Linked DNA regions of Mus musculus: region 1 is linked to region 2. A link is a contact called in public Hi-C data. All regions are on one chromosome and are shown on one strand. Each heading gives the region's core, a stretch centred on a gene start, on an enhancer-like site or on the middle of the called end of the contact. The rest is flanking DNA. Distances are from core to core; before and after follow the strand shown.

Evidence for each region. A called contact is a pair of places that touch in the nucleus more often than the background predicts.
Region 1: a Hi-C map of bone marrow-derived macrophages shows a contact between it and region 2, with 1.7 times the contacts expected there. The contact joins two enhancer-like sites. A contact is called at or near these places in 2 of 39 promoter capture datasets (both in liver), 13 of 484 Hi-C or Micro-C datasets (the C2C12 cell line, bone marrow-derived macrophages, double positive thymocytes and 6 more), 8 of 115 datasets of contacts at active chromatin or transcription factors (the SCID.adh cell line, bone marrow-derived macrophages, embryonic fibroblasts and 3 more) and 3 of 9 other capture datasets (adipose tissue, liver and pancreatic islet).

The regions. Positions count from the first base shown.
Region 1 is chr12:75,724,664-75,730,079 of GRCm38.p6, reverse strand. The region is part of intron 1 of Sgpp1 (sphingosine-1-phosphate phosphatase 1); the gene reads left to right. Among named protein-coding and RNA genes, the nearest start is that of Sgpp1, 8.4 kb to the left of the region's middle. Within about 2 kb of position 2,594, at least 116 of the 459 cell types and tissues checked have an H3K27ac peak or open chromatin away from gene starts, as enhancers often do. A contact at or near this core is called in adipose tissue and bone marrow-derived macrophages, where this site is marked.
Region 2 is chr12:75,685,555-75,691,243 of GRCm38.p6, reverse strand. It overlaps Gm34717 (a long non-coding RNA gene), which reads right to left. Exons shown (of 3, transcript XR_381697.2): 2 at 4,275-4,503; 3 at 2,980-2,997. Among named protein-coding and RNA genes, the nearest start is that of Gm40890, 14 kb to the left of the region's middle. Within about 2 kb of position 1,518, at least 16 of the 459 cell types and tissues checked have an H3K27ac peak or open chromatin away from gene starts, as enhancers often do. A contact at or near this core is called in adipose tissue and bone marrow-derived macrophages, where this site is marked.

The sequences.
Region 1 (5,416 bases), core at 1,345-3,844, 38 kb before region 2:
TTGTCACAAACTGGCTTTGGAACTCTTTCAGAGTTCTGCCTGCCTTTGTCTTTGCTGGTATTAAAGATGTATACTAGCAAATTTAATTCTTTTTTTTTTTTTTTTTTTTTTTTTTTTTTTTTTTTTTTTGGTTTTTTGAGACAGGGTTTCTCTTTATAGCCCTGGCTGTCCTGGAACTCATTTTGTAGACCAGGCTGGCCTTGAACTCAGAAATCCGCCTGCCTCTGCCTCCCGAGTGCTGGGATCAAAGGCGTGCGCCACCACGCCCGGCTAATTTAATTCTTTTTAAGATTTATTTTATGTATGTGAGTACACTGTATCTGTACAGATGGTTGTGAGTCTTCATGTGGTTGTTGGGAATTGAATTTTTAGGACCTTTGCTCACTCCAGTCAACTCTGCTTACTCAGTTCCTGCTTGCTCCAGCCCAAAGATTTATTTATTGTTTTACATAAGTACACTGTAGCTGACTTCAGACGCACCAAAAAAGAGATCTCATTATGGGGTTGTGAGCCACCATGTGATTTCTGGGATTTGAACTCAGGACCTTTGGAAGAACAGTCAGTGCTCTTACCCTCTGAGCCATCTCTCCAGCCCAAATTTCAGTTTTTAAAGGTAGAATTGACAAGTCTTCATGACTTATTGGATCTGTCATTAAGGAGGAAGAAAAGAGAAAAGATTATGTCCAAATGTCTGGTTTGGGAAGTATAATTTGTAAAGAAGATATATGTGTGTGTGTGTGTGTGTGTGTGTGTGTGTGTTTTAGAAGCATCTTGTATTAAATTTGCAGGGTCACCAAGGAGCTGGTACCTTTGGTATCCATAAAACAATCACCTGTAACGACGAAGGAGGCAGTTCTCTTCATGAAAGATGAGTACAGATTTGGTGCCAGCACGTAACTGCCAAGTAGAATCATGAGAATGGAATATCATCCTCAAAGAGAACACACAATGAAAATTTGAGGTCCAGCAAAATACCTCATAAGATACCAACATTTAAGGACTCAGTGCCTGTCAAAGCCACGTGCAGGGGCTTGAAATATGGCCCAGCAGTCAAGAGCCAACACTGCTCTAGCAGAAGACCCAAGCTCCTGCCACAGGTAGTCCACCACCACCTGTAACTCCAGCTCCAGGGGGTCTGGTGCTGCCTTCTCCTGGCTCTCAAGAGTACTGGTAGGCATGTGCATACACTCTCACATAGAACATATAATTAAAAGTAAACCTTAAAAAACAGACACCATGCCAGGCACGATGGTGCAAGCTGTAATTCCAACACTGGGAAGACAGGCAAGTCGATCCCTGGGACTCCCTGGGCAGCCTGTAGTTCCCTTGGTGAATGACGGGTCAGTGTGAGCTCTATCTCAACAAAATGTAGTGGTTCTCTAGAAGAATAACATCCAAGGTTGTCCTCCAGCCTCCACACGTAGATGTGCACACACACATACATGCAGAGGGAAACGTAGACACACAAATCAACATTTAAAGAAAATCTTAGGGAACTGCAGAGATGGTTCAGCCCTTAAGAGCGCTCGCTTACTGCACAGTTTGGATCCTAGAACTCATATAATAGGCTGGGTGTCCTGAGCATACATGTAACCTCAAACTGGAGGAAGCTGAAACTGGATTGCTAAGGCTGGCTGACTTCTATCTTCACTGAGAAAAACAAGAGCCCCAGGTCCAGAGAGAGACCCTGCCTCAAAGAATAGGCAGAGGATAATGACACCCCCTTCTGCTTTCCACATTCTCATATAGACACAGGCACCCCCACAGACAAATGCTGTCTCTTGCATATACAAATAAGTAATTTTTTAAAAAGAAAATATCTTAGAAATAGTTAAGGTGAGGTAGGCATATACTTCTTTAAACCTAGCACTCAAGAGGCAGAAGCTGGCTGATCTTTTGAATTTGATGCTAGCCTAGGTATAAGGGCTACATAAAAGTCCCCTTTAGCCGGGCAGTGGTGGCACATGTCTTTAATCCCAGCACTTGAGAAGCAGAGGCAGGAGGATTTCTGAGCTTGAGGCCAGCCAGGTCTACAGAGTGAGTTCCAGGACAGCCAGGGCGATACAGAGAAACCCTGTCCCGAAAAAAACAAAAACCAAAAATAAAAAAAAAAAAAAAAAAAAAGAGCGGAGAGATGGAAGGGAGGAAGGACAGGCAGCGTCTGAGGTGTGTGAACCTTGCGGTATTTGCAAGCAGGGTTCTCAAAAAATGCATCTTGACTAGGTTAAGCAAAAAGAGGAAGTTGATCTGCAGGAATATCTGGAGCATTTTGTAGAAACCAAGTATAAGGAGGTTCTGGGGTTTGGGGGCCAGACTGTGGAACAAGCCTGCCTCAAAGCACACTGTATGCGTCCATACAGCCCTCCCTCCTGTGTCTGGGCATGCATGTGCCTGCTTCATCTGCGTTATTTACAAGTCAGACAGCAGAGACTGCCCTGAGCTGCTAGATCTGCCTGCTCAGGGCCAAGCGTCCTCCCTAAACTCAAATATTGATGGTCAGAGGAGTCGGTGTGCGTGCCTCTAGGGCCACACCATAGGTCTGCCCAGCACAGTAAGATGAGACAATACCTTAGAAAAGAATATGCCTTAGACAAAGCCAGAAGTGAAAGTAAGAGAGCGAGTGTTCTGGAGAAGCCATACGCACTGAAAACTCACACTTTGCAGAGACTGAGAAATGGTAAGGGCTGACATGTGTGTCTCCTTATCATTTGGAACCGATTGGGACCGCAGTATATCAAGTTCGTTATTTTGTATCTAATATAATTAAGACCACATCATAACTCATGCTTGTTGCTTTGCTTAATATGTGTGATGCTTAGTTTCACGTGTAATTTTTTTTTTTTTTTTTTTTTTTTTTTTTTGGTTTTTCAAGACAGGGTTTCTCTGTGTAGCCCTGGCTGTCCTGGAACTCACTCTGTAGACCAGGCTGGCCTCGAACTCAGAAATCCGCCTGCCTCTGCCTCCCGAGTGCTGGGATTAAAGGTGTGCGCCACCACGCCCGGCTTCATATGTCATTTTTGCTAGGATGCCACATGCAGATTTTTTTGTTAGGTAAAATTAGCATCTTTATTTCCAGTAAACTTTCACTAAAGCAGATTACACACGCACACGCACATGGTTTTTCAAGACAGCATTTCTGTGTGTAGCCCTAGCTGTCCTGGAACTTATTTTGTAGTAGACCAGGCTGGCCTTGAACTCAGAGAACCGCCTGCCTCTTCTGAGTACTGTGATTAAAGAGCGCCATCATGCCCAACTAAAGAATTATGCTTAATTTCTAGGTGTTGGAAGTAAATATTCTGGGTATCACACAAAGAATCACAAAGGAAAGCGTGAAGCAGGAAGTTTGCTAGGTTTTGTTCCGTTTTGGTTTCTTTGAAACAAAGTCTTACTATGTAGCTCTGTCTGGTCGGGAACTCACAGCTGTTGTACACTCAGAGCCCAGCTCTGCCCAGTGCTGGGATTAAGGGCTTGCCCCGGCTAGCCCAACTTCACTTGGCTTTTATTTCAAGGCAGGTGGTGATGATGTTTCCCTATTGGCTGGACTCTCACCCCACAGTCTAAAGACTGGCTAGTTTTAAAAGACTCTGCATAAAGGCAGTGAAAAAAAAGGGGGGGGGGCAGGGTCCAGCTGCCCGAGGGCATCGCCATTTGTGTAAGCAAATGTTTTAGGAAGTGGGTACGACTTAGTTTCATATGTCAGTTTTGCTAGGCCACCATATGCCTACTCTTAGTGAATATATATTAGTCCTTGAAGAAGCTACCCTTGAGAAGAAAAAAGACATTTTTTACATAGACAAGTCAAAGTGCAAAGAACAAAAAAGGAGAAAAAAAAAAAACAAATTTAAGGTTGGAAAAAGTAAATTTCTTTAAAAAAAATTATTTTTATTTATTTATTTTTTTTTTTCTGAGTAGCCCTGATCTGTAGACCAGGTCTTGAACTCAGATCCATCTGGCTGTGCTTTCAAGTGCTGGGAATGAAGGGGTTCACCACTTTTTAAGTATTTATTTATTTATTTATTTATTTATTTATTTATTTATTTATTTGGTGTCTGTCTCTCTGTGGGAGTCAGGGGACAACTTGGTGGGAGTCAGTTCTCTACATCTGTCCATGCACTGACCTTGGGTAGACAGGTTTGCCCCAGGAGAGAGATTTGAGCTACACCTACGTCCTTCCCTGGATCTTCAGCCTGAGGGTTTGGCTCTTGTGAGCCTCTACCATGGCATGAATTAGCTCCTCAGTGTAAATTTCTTCATATAATGGACAGACATGCTCTCTAGGTTATTTCTCTGAGGAACCATGTCATTCCACTCTTTAATTCATGCACAGTGCCGTGAGACTGAGCCGGGCCCCACATGTGCTCCACAAGCGCTCTGTGGCTCCACAAGCGCTCTACCACTGTGGCCTCCTTTTTTCCTCCTTTTTAAGACAAGTTCTTGGTAATTTCCTTACTGTGTGGACCACACTTACTTTGACTACCAATCTTCCCGCCTCAGCTTCTCAAGTAGATGTTTTTTTACACTGCAGGCGTATTACTGTCCTAAATACTAATTACCTCCTTTTAGATAGGAGGAACCTGAAATAGATTTTTTTTTTCTGAGACAGGGTTTCTCTGTGTACCCCTGGCTGTCCTGGAACTCACTCTGTAGACCAGGCTGGCCTCGAACTCAGAAATCCGCCTGCCTCTGCCTCCCAAGTGCTGAGATTAAAGGCAATGCGCCACCACGCCCGGCGGAACCTGAAATAGAAGGGCATTGCGTGGCCACCCTAGGGTCCCACAGTTGAAGAAACAGAAACAGAATCAGCCTAGCTTACAGCCCTGTAAACCCCACCTCGACTCTTTGGGAGCTCTCTTCTCGGAGTCAGCTAGTCAGGGTAAGGGTGAATGCGTAAGTCTCCTGCACCTGTGAATTCAGCAAATTCAGTGGGCGGAGGAGCCGATCCTGGCCCGAGCAGCGCACAGCTGCTATCTCTTCCATGCTGGGGTTCTCCGAGACACTCTGGCATTGCTCCAACCCCCCTCTCTCTTCTAAGACAATTTAAGGGGATTTTTGTGGTTCATGTTTGAGACTCCCAAGAAATGGATTTTGTAAATGGAAGGTAGTACGTCTGTGTATGTGTGTTTGTGACTGGTGAAGGTGGTAGACATTGTTCCTCTCTACAAAGTTGCCAAGCCCTCCTCTTCGCAGTACTGTGTGATGTAAGCCATCTTCTGACGGTTTTGATATGTGAATCCTTACCCACATTGCTGTGCTTAGTACAGACTCCTAGAGTTGCCTAGTCATTGTATATGTATGCATACTGTGTATGTAGATAGATGCATATAGTGTATGCATGTATATATGTATATTGTGTATGTATGTATGTATATGAACATGTATATTGTATATGATCTCTTACATACCGATGTGCTTTCCA
Region 2 (5,689 bases), core at 269-2,768:
CTACAACAAGTACTGTATTCTGCTGTTCTTTAGTGTGCTATAAGTGCATTGGCTACTTGTCTTGTTGAAGTGCAAAATATCTGACAAAAGCAACTCAGGGGTTTATTTGGCTAGTTAGCCTAGGTTACATAGTAACTGTATCTCAAAGAATACCTTCCACCGTGGGGCAGGGGCAGGGGTGTTGGTGGCAGGCATAGGAGGCAACAGCCTGTCACATTGCATCCAGTTAGGGAGGAGAGACCCATGACTGCTCATGCTCAGGTTTCGGTTTGTTTGTTTGTTTCATTTTGTTTTTACAGGGTATCACTTTGTAGCCCTGGCTGGCCTGGAACTCCCAGAGATCAGCCCTGTCTCTGCCTCCTTTCCCCCTTTTTATTCAGTCTCAGACCCCCAATCCATGTTGGGTGTGTCCTACTTCAGTTAACTCAATCCAGACAAGTCTTCACAGACAACTCCAGAGATTAGTTTCCTCAGTGATTCTAAATCTCACAGCACATGCATTAAATGGAAATCTGCTTTAGATTTTGAGTTGAGAGTCACTGTTCTCAAATCACAGGATCCTTCAGATATTTCCCAGATTCAAGTGTAGACGACAGTGAACACTACCACAAAGTTAGCCGGAAAACCCCTTTGAATGTAACATGATTCTCAGATGAGAACAGGGACTTTAACACTGTCTTCTGGGACCTAGAATGTTTGTAGCATGGAATAGCTGGCAAACACTATTTGAATTGATTCTGTTTAAGGAGAAAGAGGACTGGGGGGGGGGGGGGGGAGAAGCTCAGTCAGTTAGGCACTTGCCTTGCAAGCATGAGAACCTGAGTTTGATTTTTAGAATCTACTTAAAAACTTGGCATAGTGGTGGTTTTTGTGATCCAAGCACTCGGAGGCAGGAGGATGACCCCTGTGGCTTGCTGATGCCTAAGTGGGGAGCCAGTGAGATATCCTGTCTTAAAGGCAGTAGATAGTTTCTCTGAGGACATTCGAACATGTCCTCTCATCACTACATGCACACACATGCATTAAAAATGTTTCTATTTTATTGTTTTATGTGAATGAGTGTTTTGCCTACATATATTGTCTTAGGGTTTTACTGCTGTGAACAGACACCATGACCAAGGCAACTCTTTTTTTTTTTTTTAAGATTTATTTATTTATTATATTTAAGTACACTGTAGCTGTCTTCAGACACTCCATAAGAGGGCGTCAGATCTCATTACAGGTGGTTGTAAGCCACCATGTGGTTGCTGGGAATTGAACTCAGGACATTCAGAAGAGCAGTCAGTGCTCTTAACCGCTGAGCCATCTCTCCAGCCCGGCAACTCTTATAAGGACAACATTTAACTGGGGCTGGCTTACAGGTTCAGAGGTTCAGTCCATTATTATCAAGGCAGGAGCAAGGCAGCATCCAGGCAGGCATGATGCAAGAGGAACTGAGAGTTCTACATCTTCACTGGCTTCCAGGCAGCTAGGTTGAAAGTATTAAATCCCATGCTCACAATGACACACCTACTCCAACAAGGCCACACCTCTTAATAGTGCCACTCTCTAGGCCAAGCCTATACAAACCATTGCATGTATATGTGTGCACTTTGTGAGTGCTTGGTGCCCAAAGAAGTCAGAAGAGGGCCTCTGATTCCCTTGGCTTGGAATTACCAAGTTGTGAGCTTCTACATGGATGTTGGGAATGGAACCTGGGTCATCCAGGTCATCCACAAAAGCAGCAAGCACTTTTAACTAACTGATGAGCCAACTCTCCACACTAAGACCTTTTGTGTGTGTGTGAGACGGGGGTCTTTCTACATAGTCCTGTCTGTCCTGGAAGTGACTACGTAGACTAGGGTGGCCTTCAGCTCACAGAGATCCCTCTGTCTCTGCCTTCTGAGTGTTGGGATTAAAGGCATGTCTCCCTGTGCCCTGCCTGAAACATATTTCAAAGGGAACACATTTGTGATGGTTTAAATCATTATGGGCCCCATAGAATCATGTGTTTGGATGTTTGGCCGGCTGGGAGTGGCACTATTAGGGTTTGTGGCTTTGTTAGAGGAAGTGCATCCCAGGGGAAGTGAGATCTCCTATGCTCAAGCTACCTCTAAAGTAGCAGACACACACTCTCTGCTCCCAAGGGATCAAGATTTAGAGCTCTTAGCGCTTTCTCCAATGCCATGGCTTCCTGGGTTAGAGCATCCCATCAAGATGCTTCCTTTCCATCATGATGGTGATGATGGACTGACCCTCTGAACCTGTAAGCCAATCACAATTAAATGTTGCCCTTTATTAGAGTTGCCTTGGTCATGGTGTCTCTTCACAGCAATGGAAACCTTAACTAAGACAACATTTTCTGCAAATTCCTGGATACAAAAGATGCAGTACTGTAGAACCAAGATTGTGGTTTCATGCCAGCCTGGGCTACACAGTGAGTTTAAGACCAACTTGTGCCCTCGCTAAAAGAAAAAGTAGCAGTTCATATTCTTTTTTTTTTTTTGCAGTTTGGTTTCGATTCCTCATTTTTAAAAAATTGGATATTTTATTTATTTACATTTCAAATGTTATCCCCTTTCCCGTTTTCCCCTCTGTAATCCTCCTATACTATCCCCCCTTACCCTGCTTCTATGAGGGTGCTCCCCTACCCACCCACTCCCCCCTCACTGCCCTAGCATTCATCTACACTAGGGCATCAAGCCCTCACAGGACCAACGGCCTCCCCTCCTATTGATGTCAGATAAATCCCCTCAGCTCCTTCAGTCCCTCCTAACTCCTCCATTGGGGTCTCTGTGCTCAGTCTGATGGTTGGCTGCGAGCATCTGCATCTGTATTGGTTAGGGTCTGGCAGAGCCTCTCAGGAGACAGCTGTATCAAGCTCTGGACAGCAAGCACTTCTTGGCATCCACAATAGTGTCTGGGTTTGGTGTCTGCATGTGGGATGGATCCCCAGGTGGGGCAGTCTCTGCATGGCCTTTCCTTCAGTCTCTGCTCCACTCTTTGTCCCTGTATTTTCTTTAGAAAGGAAAAATTCTGGGTTACATTTTTGGAGATGGGTAGGTGGTCCCATCCCTCAACTGGGGGGGGGGGGCATGCCTAACTTCTGGATATGGTCTCCACAGGTTCTCCCTCCCCTTTTTGGGGTATTTCTGCTAATGTCATCCCTGTGGGGTCTTAAGAGGCTCTTGCTTTCCTGGCATCTGGGACTTTCTAGTTGCTACTCCCAGTTCTTCATCCCCCATTGCTACATACCTCTGTTCAAATTCCTGACCCTCTGTACATCTCCATCTCCTCCCATACCTGATTCTGCCCCTCATTGCCCCCCTCCTCTCTTCCTCCAAAGTCCCTCCTCACCCTCTACTTCCCTTGAATATTTTGTTCCCCCTTCTAAGTAGGATTGAAACATCCTCATTTTTTTAAACCTCCAGTTTCCTAATTCTGGGCAGAGGACTTCTTGTACATAAGAAATGAAGGTCAGAGGCTGGGTGTGAATGCACGGGTAGAGCCTAGTATGCTATAGGTTCTACTCCTGGCAACACGGAACAAACAAAAGGTGAAGGCCAGTCTTGGTGACACAAGCTCAGAATCCCAGCAGTCAGGAGGTAGAAGCATGATTTTGAGTTCAAAGCCAGCCAGGGCAATCTAGGGAGGGACTACAAAACAGAAACCCATCCTAACCATTTCCTCTTACTGGGTGATTTATCTCCAGGACGATCTTCAGCAAATGCAAGACTCAGCAAAGCTTTGTAATCCTTCCCGTTCCTTATCTCAGCTGTCAAGTATGAGAACCTGGGATTTACTTATCTCTGTTCAGAGCATTTTCCCATGGGTTGGGAGCAAAAAGTATTACATAGCCCATTTATACCCGGTGTGTGTTTATAGTTTGCTTTCTTTTCCTACTGGAATTGGGGTTGAATCCAGGGTCTCAGCACATTGGGCATGCGCTCTGCCACTGAGCTACACCCAACATCATGATTTGCCTTTTGAAAGGAGCAGTTCTCTTTTCTCTGCAGCGTTTCTTCTAAACAAGTCTAATAAGTTTTCAAGCGTGGAAGATTATTTCTTGAAAGGAAATCATTACATGCTGTGAGTTTACATGAGAGATGATTATCCAAGGTAATAGATTTTGTAGCACAAATCAATAATTAGCATTTATTAATTTTTAATACTTAAATGTAAGGGTTGGGAATGCTAATTCATTAGAGAAATGTTCAGGACTGAGATAGGCATCTATTTAATGGTCCCTTTATTGACTTTCAAACCTAGGAATAGCTTTCACTTCAGGCAATCACCTGCAATCAACTGTGATCCTCTGATTACAAATTTATTCAAGTTGTCTGCTCTCACCATGACGGCATCTTATCTCCTCCCACATCAGAAGACACACTTTTCAGTATGCTTTTTGTAAGGAAAGCAAACACCGCTTGGCTGCACTGTTGATATTATTATTATTGTTCCTATATTAAGGTCTTGGCAATCAGGACGAGGTCCAGGTTTAGGAAGCTCAGCACATCTTAGGATCTGGCAAACAAATACATTTAATATAATGCTTAGAAAATTGCAACCAATAATTACTTTAAGTAAGTACTTCTCCAGAATATGAAGTAAGAGTGAAATACTGTGTGACAGCAAAAAGAAAGCAAGGATCAGCCAACAGTCCTGGGAGTCTCATCCTATAATCCCAGAATTTAGTAGTAGAGGTCAGAGAGTCAGAAACTCAAGGGCAGCCTAGGCTAGCTACATTAGGATCCTTTCTCAAAACAAACAAACCCCAAACAGGCTACCCCTCCTTCCCCCAAAAGCCCTCCTGCTAAACAAACAAAATCATTTAAAATGACAAGATAAATAAATAAAGAGACTGGAGAGGTGGCTCAGCGGTTTAAGGGCACTCTCTGCTCTTCCAGAGGTCCTGAGTTAAATTCCCAGCGCTCCTATGGTGGCTCACAACTGTCTATGATGGGATCAGATGCCCTCTTCTGGTGTGCAGACTTTACAAACAGAGAAAGTATCTGTATCCATGAAATGCATAAATAAATCTTTAAGGCAGGTGTGCTGGAATATGCCTTCAATCCTAGCACTAGGAAGCAGAAGCAGGTGGATCTCTGAGTATAAGGCCAGCCCACTCTACAGAGCAAGTTCCACAGCCAGGGCTGTACAGAGAAATTCTGACTTGAAAAAAATAAAATTGATAGGTAGGTAGGTAGGTACATAGATAGGTAGGTAGGTAAATAAGTAGCTAGATAGCTAGATAGATAGGATATCATTGATATTTGACTCTTGGGCAAAGGTATCAGAAATACTGAAAATATATGGCTGTTAAGAGTATTTGCTGGGCTGGAGAGATGGCTCAACAGTTAAGAGCACTGACTGCTCTGCTAGAGGTCCTGAGTTCAATTTCTCGCAACCACATGGTGGTTCACAGCCATTTGTCATGGGATCTGATGCCCCCCCCCCTTTCTGGTGTGTGTCTGAAGACAGCTACAGTGTACTCATATAAATAAAAAAAATTAAAAAAATTTTAAAAAAGAGTATCTAAAAATAAATAACTAAAAAGCCAGGCAGTGGTGGCACATGCCTTTAATCCCAGCACTCGGGAGGAAGAGACAGGTGGATTTCTGAGTTTGAGGCTAGCCTGGTCTACAGACTGAGTTCCAGGACAGCCAGGGCTATATGGAGAAACCCTGTCTCAAACAAACAAAAAAGAGTA